Regions from separate parts of the Rattus norvegicus genome. Here region 2 is linked to region 1. A link is a contact called in public Hi-C data. All regions are on one chromosome and are shown on one strand. The core of a region is the stretch at or near the end of the contact, and the rest is flanking DNA. Distances in the headings are between cores, read along the strand shown. Region 1 has its middle 68 kb from the start of Lmntd1. Region 2 has its middle 6.2 kb from the start of Lmntd1.

Evidence for each region. A called contact is a pair of places that touch in the nucleus more often than the background predicts.
Region 2: a Hi-C map of liver shows a contact between it and region 1, with 3 times the contacts expected there. The contact joins two enhancer-like sites. A contact is called at or near these places in 7 of 12 Hi-C or Micro-C datasets (the A7r5 cell line, the Rat2 cell line, Schwann cells and 3 more).

The regions. Positions count from the first base shown.
Region 1 is chr4:180,057,414-180,061,455 of GRCr8, reverse strand. No RefSeq gene overlaps it. Among named protein-coding and RNA genes, the nearest start is that of Lmntd1, 68 kb to the left of the region's middle. Within about 2 kb of position 1,840, at least 6 of the 93 cell types and tissues checked have an H3K27ac peak or open chromatin away from gene starts, as enhancers often do.
Region 2 is chr4:180,131,648-180,135,541 of GRCr8, reverse strand. It overlaps a transcript of Lmntd1 not described here. Among named protein-coding and RNA genes, the nearest start is that of Lmntd1, 6.2 kb to the right of the region's middle. Within about 2 kb of position 1,526, at least 17 of the 93 cell types and tissues checked have an H3K27ac peak or open chromatin away from gene starts, as enhancers often do.

The DNA of each region.
Region 1 (4,042 bases), core at 591-3,090:
ATCATTGTGGTCACAGAGCTGCACTGAGAGCGCAGAGCATTAGGGCATAGTCAGGGAGAGAGATCTGAAATCATTCTGGGAATGAGAGATCCTTAAGGCAATATGAGCGTAATAATATGGGGTAATGGTGGTGTTTTCCTGCTGTTCGGACATCAGAACCTCTGCCCCTAGACTCTTGAATTTCTACCAGTGTCCACTGGGTATGAAGCCTTGAGCTTCAAGGTATAGCCTTACACTGAGGAGGCCAGGCTGACACCATGACAGGTTTCAAATTGGCAGCCTATGAGACTAGACCTAAGAACTGGGCAAGTCCAGGCTTGGATTAAAAAAAAAAAATTTAAAACCCCAGGCTTCAGGCAGCTATTCAGTCCAGCTAGCTCAAAGCAAGAACAACAGGTCAGCAAGTTTCCAGACCTTCCCAGTAACAGGTTCCAGCCCCCATCTCCCAGTAATGAAATGCCCTTAGAGACTGACTAAGATAAAGGTCACCTACCCCAGAATCCCCTAACGTTCCTGTGGGCTCATTTGATGTCTCTCCATTTTAGAATGAGGGACCCCCCCCTGCACGCTGGTCTTCTGCAGAATAAAACGTCCCTTACTTTTGCATGCTATTTCATTCTGGGGTATCATTCTTCGGCAAACAGCAGACCCTCATGACATCACTGGTTCTAGGGCCTTATGCTTGCACTGAGCCATGCTATGTGCATCTCTGGGGGATTCCCAGAGTGCAGACAGCTGTTGTGGGACCTCTCAGCCTCAGTGGTTGTGTAAACCAACTCCCCCATGAAATGCCCTCTCACGTGTCTGCCTTCCTGCCTGCCTCTCTAGGGAACAGGGCTGACAGAGATTTGGAACCGGGAAAGAGCGTGCCTCCATATGTCATCTCCACACAGTGGGAGAGTTTGTACAGGAAGGCTGGGGTAACCGGAGTGGACTAACTACTTAATGGGGAAGGACAAAACATTTAAAGCTAATTGCTGTTGGTACTGTGAGGGGAAAAAATGGCTTAATTACAGGGACCAAGGAATAACTAGACTCTCCAATACACACTTTAAAAATCTGCAGAGCCCAGGCCTCTCCAGGTGAAAGGACGAGGCCCTGAAGACTATGGAGCCCGGAGTCTTCCCTACCAGAGTGATCCAGAAAAGCGTTCCACAGAAAAGCAAGCGCACACCTCTTTAGTCAATGGCGGCCCTTTTACAACTCTCCCCACTGTGGGGTGAGGGCCGGAAAGGCAGCTTGGCAATATCAAACTCTTGCACTGTCAGATCCCAGCAGCCACTGAGGCAGCGTACGGCCTCCCGTAACTCCAGCTCCAAGGGACCTGACACCTTCTGGCTTCTGCTGACATCTGAACGTGCACACGCGTACACACACGCACCCACACACACATGCACGCACGCATACACAAATAATAAAAACCTTTTTTAAAAGATGAAAAAATGGTCGCCATTTTTTTTAAAGAGATCCTATCCACAGAACCCATGCCCCTCTGGCTCTAAACACACCTGGTGCTCTGTGAATCAATGGCCAAGAGAAGGAAATGCTTCTCTGTCACAGGCTGACTGGGAGACTTTGTGAGACTTTGTGGAAGAAAGAAGATCCGTTGAATTCTTAGTCCATAATGAGAGATTTAAGAGTTAGGCGTGATCAAGCCTAGCAGTGAATTCCAGAATGTAACCAACGAGGTTCACCTCTTCTATCCAGCCCTGTGATTTGAAAGAGGATGCAGAATGAGGCCAGGTTTGATCAGGGTGGCGTGGCCAGACACAGAGTGCAGACAGGCCTGCCAGCCCGGTGCTTGCAGGACTAATGAAAACATCAGTTTAAAAGCGTGCGGTTGGTCGGCGTTCCTGCTGGCTGATGCAAGTCCCGGAGTTTTTAATGAGTTACAGCCGTACTTGCCTGAAGGAGGAAGTGAAGTTACAGACGGACTTGAAACTGATTATGTGCAGGGTAGGGTGGGCCGCTTTGAGACGGCGGGGGCGTTCCACTGATAGATCTATGGTCTGGTTATCAACATGTACTCGAAGGGCTTCACCGGCCTCAAAAGAACCCAGAACCTAGGATGGACAGATGGACAATTTTAACAGAAAATGATAATGTTGCTGTATATAAGTCAGAGGAGAATTTTTTTTTTAATAGCAACACATGAACGTGAGTATAAATGCACTCTCCAAGGACATCTGGCCTCTAAGCCAGACGTCTGAGAGCTGCAGGCCTTGACTCCCCAGAATTGAGCTGAAGAAAAGTCAGCATCAGGGAGAAGTTTTGACACAGGCGGAAATTAACCCGCAATCCAACACGGAACGGAGCTGAGGTGTTTCTGACAAAACTCACGTGTGCTGTACGGAGAACCTTCATTAAGGCCTTAGTGCTGTCCGCACAGCTCTCACCTCAAAGAGAACAAGAGGTAGTTTATCCTAGAGCCAAATCTGTGTGGCCATGGCCTGGAAACGATTTAGACAACCCCCAAATCCAATGTCCCAATGCAAAAGGAATTTCATGGAGACACCCTAAATACACTACGTAGGCGGTCATGAGGAAGCACAGAAGTCTCAGCTTTAGGCTTAGCTGCTCTCTGACCACCCCGGGCTGTTTCATTGGAAGAAAATTGGGAGTTTGCTAAGTGAATACATTCCTGAAGGATTTGATTTGTATGTAATCAGGACATTAGCGGGGGAGGGGTGAATGGCTACTTTGCAGGCTAAAGGTCACCTAAGATAAATGTAATTAGGTTCCAGACCTGCAACATTCCAACTCCCCCACAGTCCTTGAGTCTCAGCAGCCGCTCAGTCAGCCTCCACAGACCCAGTTAACACACAACAGCGGCGCTTTGTGCCACACACCACACGGCTAACGGACACCTCGCCAAGGACCCATCTCAGGTTTAAAACTATCATATGTTACAAACCGTCGTGTTCGACTGTCTGTATGAAGCTTTCTCTTATGGAAGCACAAGAGTCTAATTATGGAAAAAAAGACTTCTCAGGCTTCCTACCTCGGAGCGTATCAAACTGTATTAAACTAAACAAACAGCACATCCACTCCAGTAATGCGCAAACGATTCTGTCTGTAATGAATGGTAAAATTATATATGATTCAAAGAACTGTCTCCAAAATCTGACGACTTACTATAAGTGAGCATTTGATTTATATTCCTGTTTTACCTACTTATACACCCAGGGCGGCTTAAGTTCCTCTGACAAGAAAGGGTCACAGGCAGAAAACATTGACGAAGCCCTGCTCTGAGGAAGGTAGGTGGACACGCGTTTGAAAAGATCCTCCTACCAAAGAATGTGCTGGAGACACAATCCTGTTCCCCAGAGCTGTAAACCCAACAGCACTCCCAGACGGCCTCCTGACAGCCTTCCTCAGTCCTTCATACACAGTCAAGGACGTTCCAGAAACTTCCCTCACGCTGTGTTTTACTTGCAGTCAAGCCCTGGTCAAAGACGCTTCCAGTCAAACCTGGATGGATTCTGGAGCCTTTTCCAGCCTCCCACAGATCTTCCCCCATTACCTCTCATCAAAGGTTGGAGAACGAAAGCCCACAGGAATGAAATCAAGTCTGCGGCTGGCTTGGGATGCCCCATAGACTCAGCTTCACTTTGTGATTTTAATGCTGGGTGGGTGATAGACATATGGCCCATGGTGCTTAAAATAGTTTTGCCTTTAGCCCCAAATATTCATTGACCCTTGTTTCTTACAGTGATGGCTTACTCCCATACAAATATCAGCCTATTTCATCTACCTTGCCATCCTCAGCTGAGAGGAGGGTTCTGGCTACTAACAGGTGTGGTGGCATAGGAGGGAACAGACAGCCTCGTGGAGACTTGGGATTGGCTCCAATGTCAGTGTAGGGAGGCTAATGGCATCCTGTCACTAGGTCAGCTGCTGGTCAGTCCTGGAAGGCCATAGCAGGCCTTACAGTCACAGATCCAGTAGCAGCTTGAGGAAATAGAGTTCAGTGGCAGAGAGGACAGTCCAGGCGTATGGAAAAAGAAGCAGCCACTGCTAGGTTGCTCTGATGCCCTGAACC
Region 2 (3,894 bases), core at 277-2,776, 74 kb before region 1:
TTTGAACATGCTTGGCCCATGAGGAGTGTCACTGTTAGGAGGTGTGGCCTTGTTGGATGAAGCGTATCACTGTGGGGATGGGCTTTGAAGCTCCACCCATGGGGAAGGTCAGTTTTCTCCCCGATTGCAGTCAGATCAAGATGCAGAACTCTCAACTCCTCCTGCGCCATGCCTGCCTGGCTGCTGCAATGTTCCGGCCTTGATGATAATGGACTGAACCTCTGAACCTGTAAGCCAGCCCCAATTAAATGGAGCAGAGACTAAAAGAATGGCCATTCATAGCCTGCCCCACCCACCTGGGGATCCAGTCCATATACATACAGCCACCAAACCCAGACAACATTGCTGATGCCAAGGAGTGCTTGCTGACAGGAACTTGATACAGCTGTCTCCTGAGAGGCTCTGCCAGAGCATGACAAATACAGAGGCAGATGCTCTCAGCCAACCATTGAACTGAGAATGGGGTTCCTATTGGAGGAGTTAGAGAAAGGATTGAAGGAGCTGAAGGGGTTTGCAACCTCATAAGAACAACCACACCAACCAACTAGAGCTCCCAGGGACTAAACCACTACCAAAGACTACACATGGACAGACCTATGGCTCCAGCTGCATATGTAGCAGACCATGGCCTTGTTGGGCACCAATAGGAGGAGAAGTCCTTGGTCCTTCCAAGGCTGGATCCCCCAGTGTAGGGGAATGTCAGGGCAAGGAGGCTAGAAGGAGTGGGTGATTGGGTGGGGGAAAGGGGATAACATTTGAAATGTAAATAAAAATATCCAATAAGATGTATTGTATGGAAGAATTAAATCTATTTTCAATTAAAAAAATGTCCTTTATAAGAGTAGCTGTGGTAATGGTGTCTGTTCACAGCAGTGGAAACTCTACCTCAAACAGAGGCCTTGGCCATGGTGTCTCTTCACAGCCGTGGAAACCCTAACTAAGACAATGCCTGCAGGCTTGCCCACTTGCCTACAGCCCTATCTCATGCAGACATTTTCTCAATTGAGCTTCCTTCCTCTCCGATGACTATAGCTTCTGTCAGGTTGACACAGAACCGTCCTGCTAACCTGCTGTGGTTAGACCACAGGACTCTGAGAAGTAACAGCCTGTCAGGATGAAGCCCTCCAGCCAGGTCAGAAAGCGTAGAAGACACACTGGCAGTTTTCCCTCAGTCTTTGGGCATCAGAGAACTTGAGCCATTCTGTCAATGCTTTAGATCCCTCTGCTGGCTGCATCGTGGCATGTGCCCTGGGGTGGGAAAGCTCAGAGGATCCTGACAGGGTCTGGAGAGAAATACCAAGTGCCTGCAAAGGTGTTGTTGCAAAGAGAAAACAGAAGAAGGGCTGTTTGGAGAGCACACGGAGCTGGTCGAGATCATCAAGGAGGAGAAGAAAGAGTCAAAACAGACACAAAGCTCTTGGCTTGAGAAGCCTGGCTGGTTCTTACTAAGTGAGCAGACAGGGGCAGCAGCGTCCTCGGGATGCTTGAAAAGTGAGGTAATTGGTTTGAGGCACAGCGAGTCATGCTGAACACCCAGATGGAGAAGTCAAACGGGCAAGTGGAAATACTTAAGATGAGTAAGAGAACAAACACAGCCTGGGTAGTCAGCTCACTGGATTCTACCTCTCTCTCTCTCTCTCTCTCTCTCTCTCTCTCTCTCTCTCTCTCTCTCTCTGTGTGTGTGTGTGTGTGTGTGTGTGCTCATGTGTCCTCATGTGTGCTCATGTGTGTCTGTCTGTGCTCATGTATGTGTGCACACTCGAGAGTATGTGTGTACCCATGCATCTGTGTACTTGACAGGAAATCCACAGCCCAGGGAGAAATGTTCTGCGATGAAAACCAGGGCCTGGGTGAATGGCTGGTCTGGACTTAGGGCTGCTCATCAGCCTCATGTGTGTCCAAAGGTCAGAAAGAGGAGGCCAAGCAGATCTCCCCATGTTACGTCAGTGGAACTAAAGTGTTATTGTCCAACTGAATCCACAGATCACACATTTTGTGAGTGATGTGTTCAAGATTGAGGTTGTCTCATGTGGACTTAGATGTACTGGACCACGAACCAGCAAGATGAAAGCGGGTCTGCCATTTCTCTGGAGACTTGGTTTGCAGTTGTGAAGCCCATGACCACGTGATGGTTACATAGCAGGCAGCACACACAGTTACATAACTCCAGCACAGGCGTGGATCCTGGCAACGAGGGGCAACTGTCAGAGTCTGAATCAGTGTCAGTCTCAAACCGTGGCATTGCTTCACACAGTGAGAGGCCCTGGGACACAACCCCATACTGGCATGGTTCTGCATTAAGCGGAGTCGCACACAAATGAAATATATTACAGTCAGCAGTAGTTCAGCATTACAGAGCTCCCCCATTTGCACAGGGCTGCATCGGCACGCCTGTTTGATATCTTAAGATCAGGGTCTAAAGTCACACTCAACACACCTCCAACTTTTCCTTGGTTGCCTGGTCCTGACCAGGATTCCTAGAGACTGGAGAGGACAACCACGTCATCCATCAGCTGACTTGGCCACCCTCTTACCTTCTGGTGTCCCTTCCTTTAGGAATGTGGAGCTGTTGCTGTCTCTGCCCAGTGGCTACCACTGCCCTCTGCATACCTTTATCATCCTGTCCTCTGCACACCTGTATCACATCTGCCCCCTGCACATCTGTATCACACCTGCCCTCTGAACACTCCCACACCTGCCCTCTGCACACCTGTATCACACCTGTCTTCTGCACACATGTATCATACATCTGTATCACACATGCCCTGTGAACACCCCCACACCTGCCCTCTGTGTATTCCACATCTGCCCTCTGCACACCTGTATAACACATGCCCTCTGCACACCTTTATCACACCTGCCCTCTGCACACCTGTATCACACTTGCCCTCTGCACACCCCTCACACCTGTCCTCTGCACACCTGTATCACACCTGCCCTCTGCACACTTGTATTATCCTGCCCCACTATGATGTCACTGTTCTTCCATTTAGGGTAATGCCACATTCTCAGTCATGTCAAGCCACTTGATCAGTGTTCCCATATGGTCTGTGTGTGTGTGTGTGTGTGTGTGTGTGTGTGTGTGTGTGTGTTTGTACATGGATGCATGGACATATGTGTCCATAGTGTAAAACATGTGCTAGTGCAGACGAGCCACTTTCTGTTGTCCCTTGTGAGATAGGAACAGAACCTTAGCATGTGGACAAACAGGGCAAGAAGCCGTGGGTCAGCAGACAGAAGGTTGAGTCCCCAAGGGTCGGAGAGAAGTAGTTTCTCAAGTCACCACAACCAACTTAGCTCCTCAAACCGTCATGCTCGTCATGAAAAAGTGGGACAGGAAAGGCACCAGTGACTCTGGTCACTTCCTAGCTGTGCTTTCTTGATAGAGACTGTCCTGTCCTGAACACGAAGAACCCTGCTTTTACCTCCTGTCTGTCCTCTCCTCTACGCTGCTTAAGACCTGTCTTCGTGATGGAAGCCGCACGTTACATTCACTCTGAGATGACTCTGTGTGCTCAGGGCTTCTGACCTCACTTCTCACGACATCACTGCTGGCCTGGGTCAAATGCGTCAGGAGTGCATTCTCTCCTAACTGTTCTTTAAAGTCGTCGACAGGAAGGAAGGCCATTTTGAAGTCCATTCTCCTCCTGGTCACCTGTCGTCACACTGCTGGCTGTGGTTAGACTCCATGACTGTCTGAACAATGGCCCGAGGCTCCAAATATCTGGAAACGTCTCTCGAGGGGGGTCACGGGCTCGGGATTTATGTCAAAGTCCTTTGTTAACTTCCCCTTTGAGGCCTTCTTTCTAAGCAGATGATAAAACGGTGGCGCATCACACAGAGCAGGGAGATGACTCAGTACTTGCTGGAGAGCTGAGTGTGGGCCCCAGATCA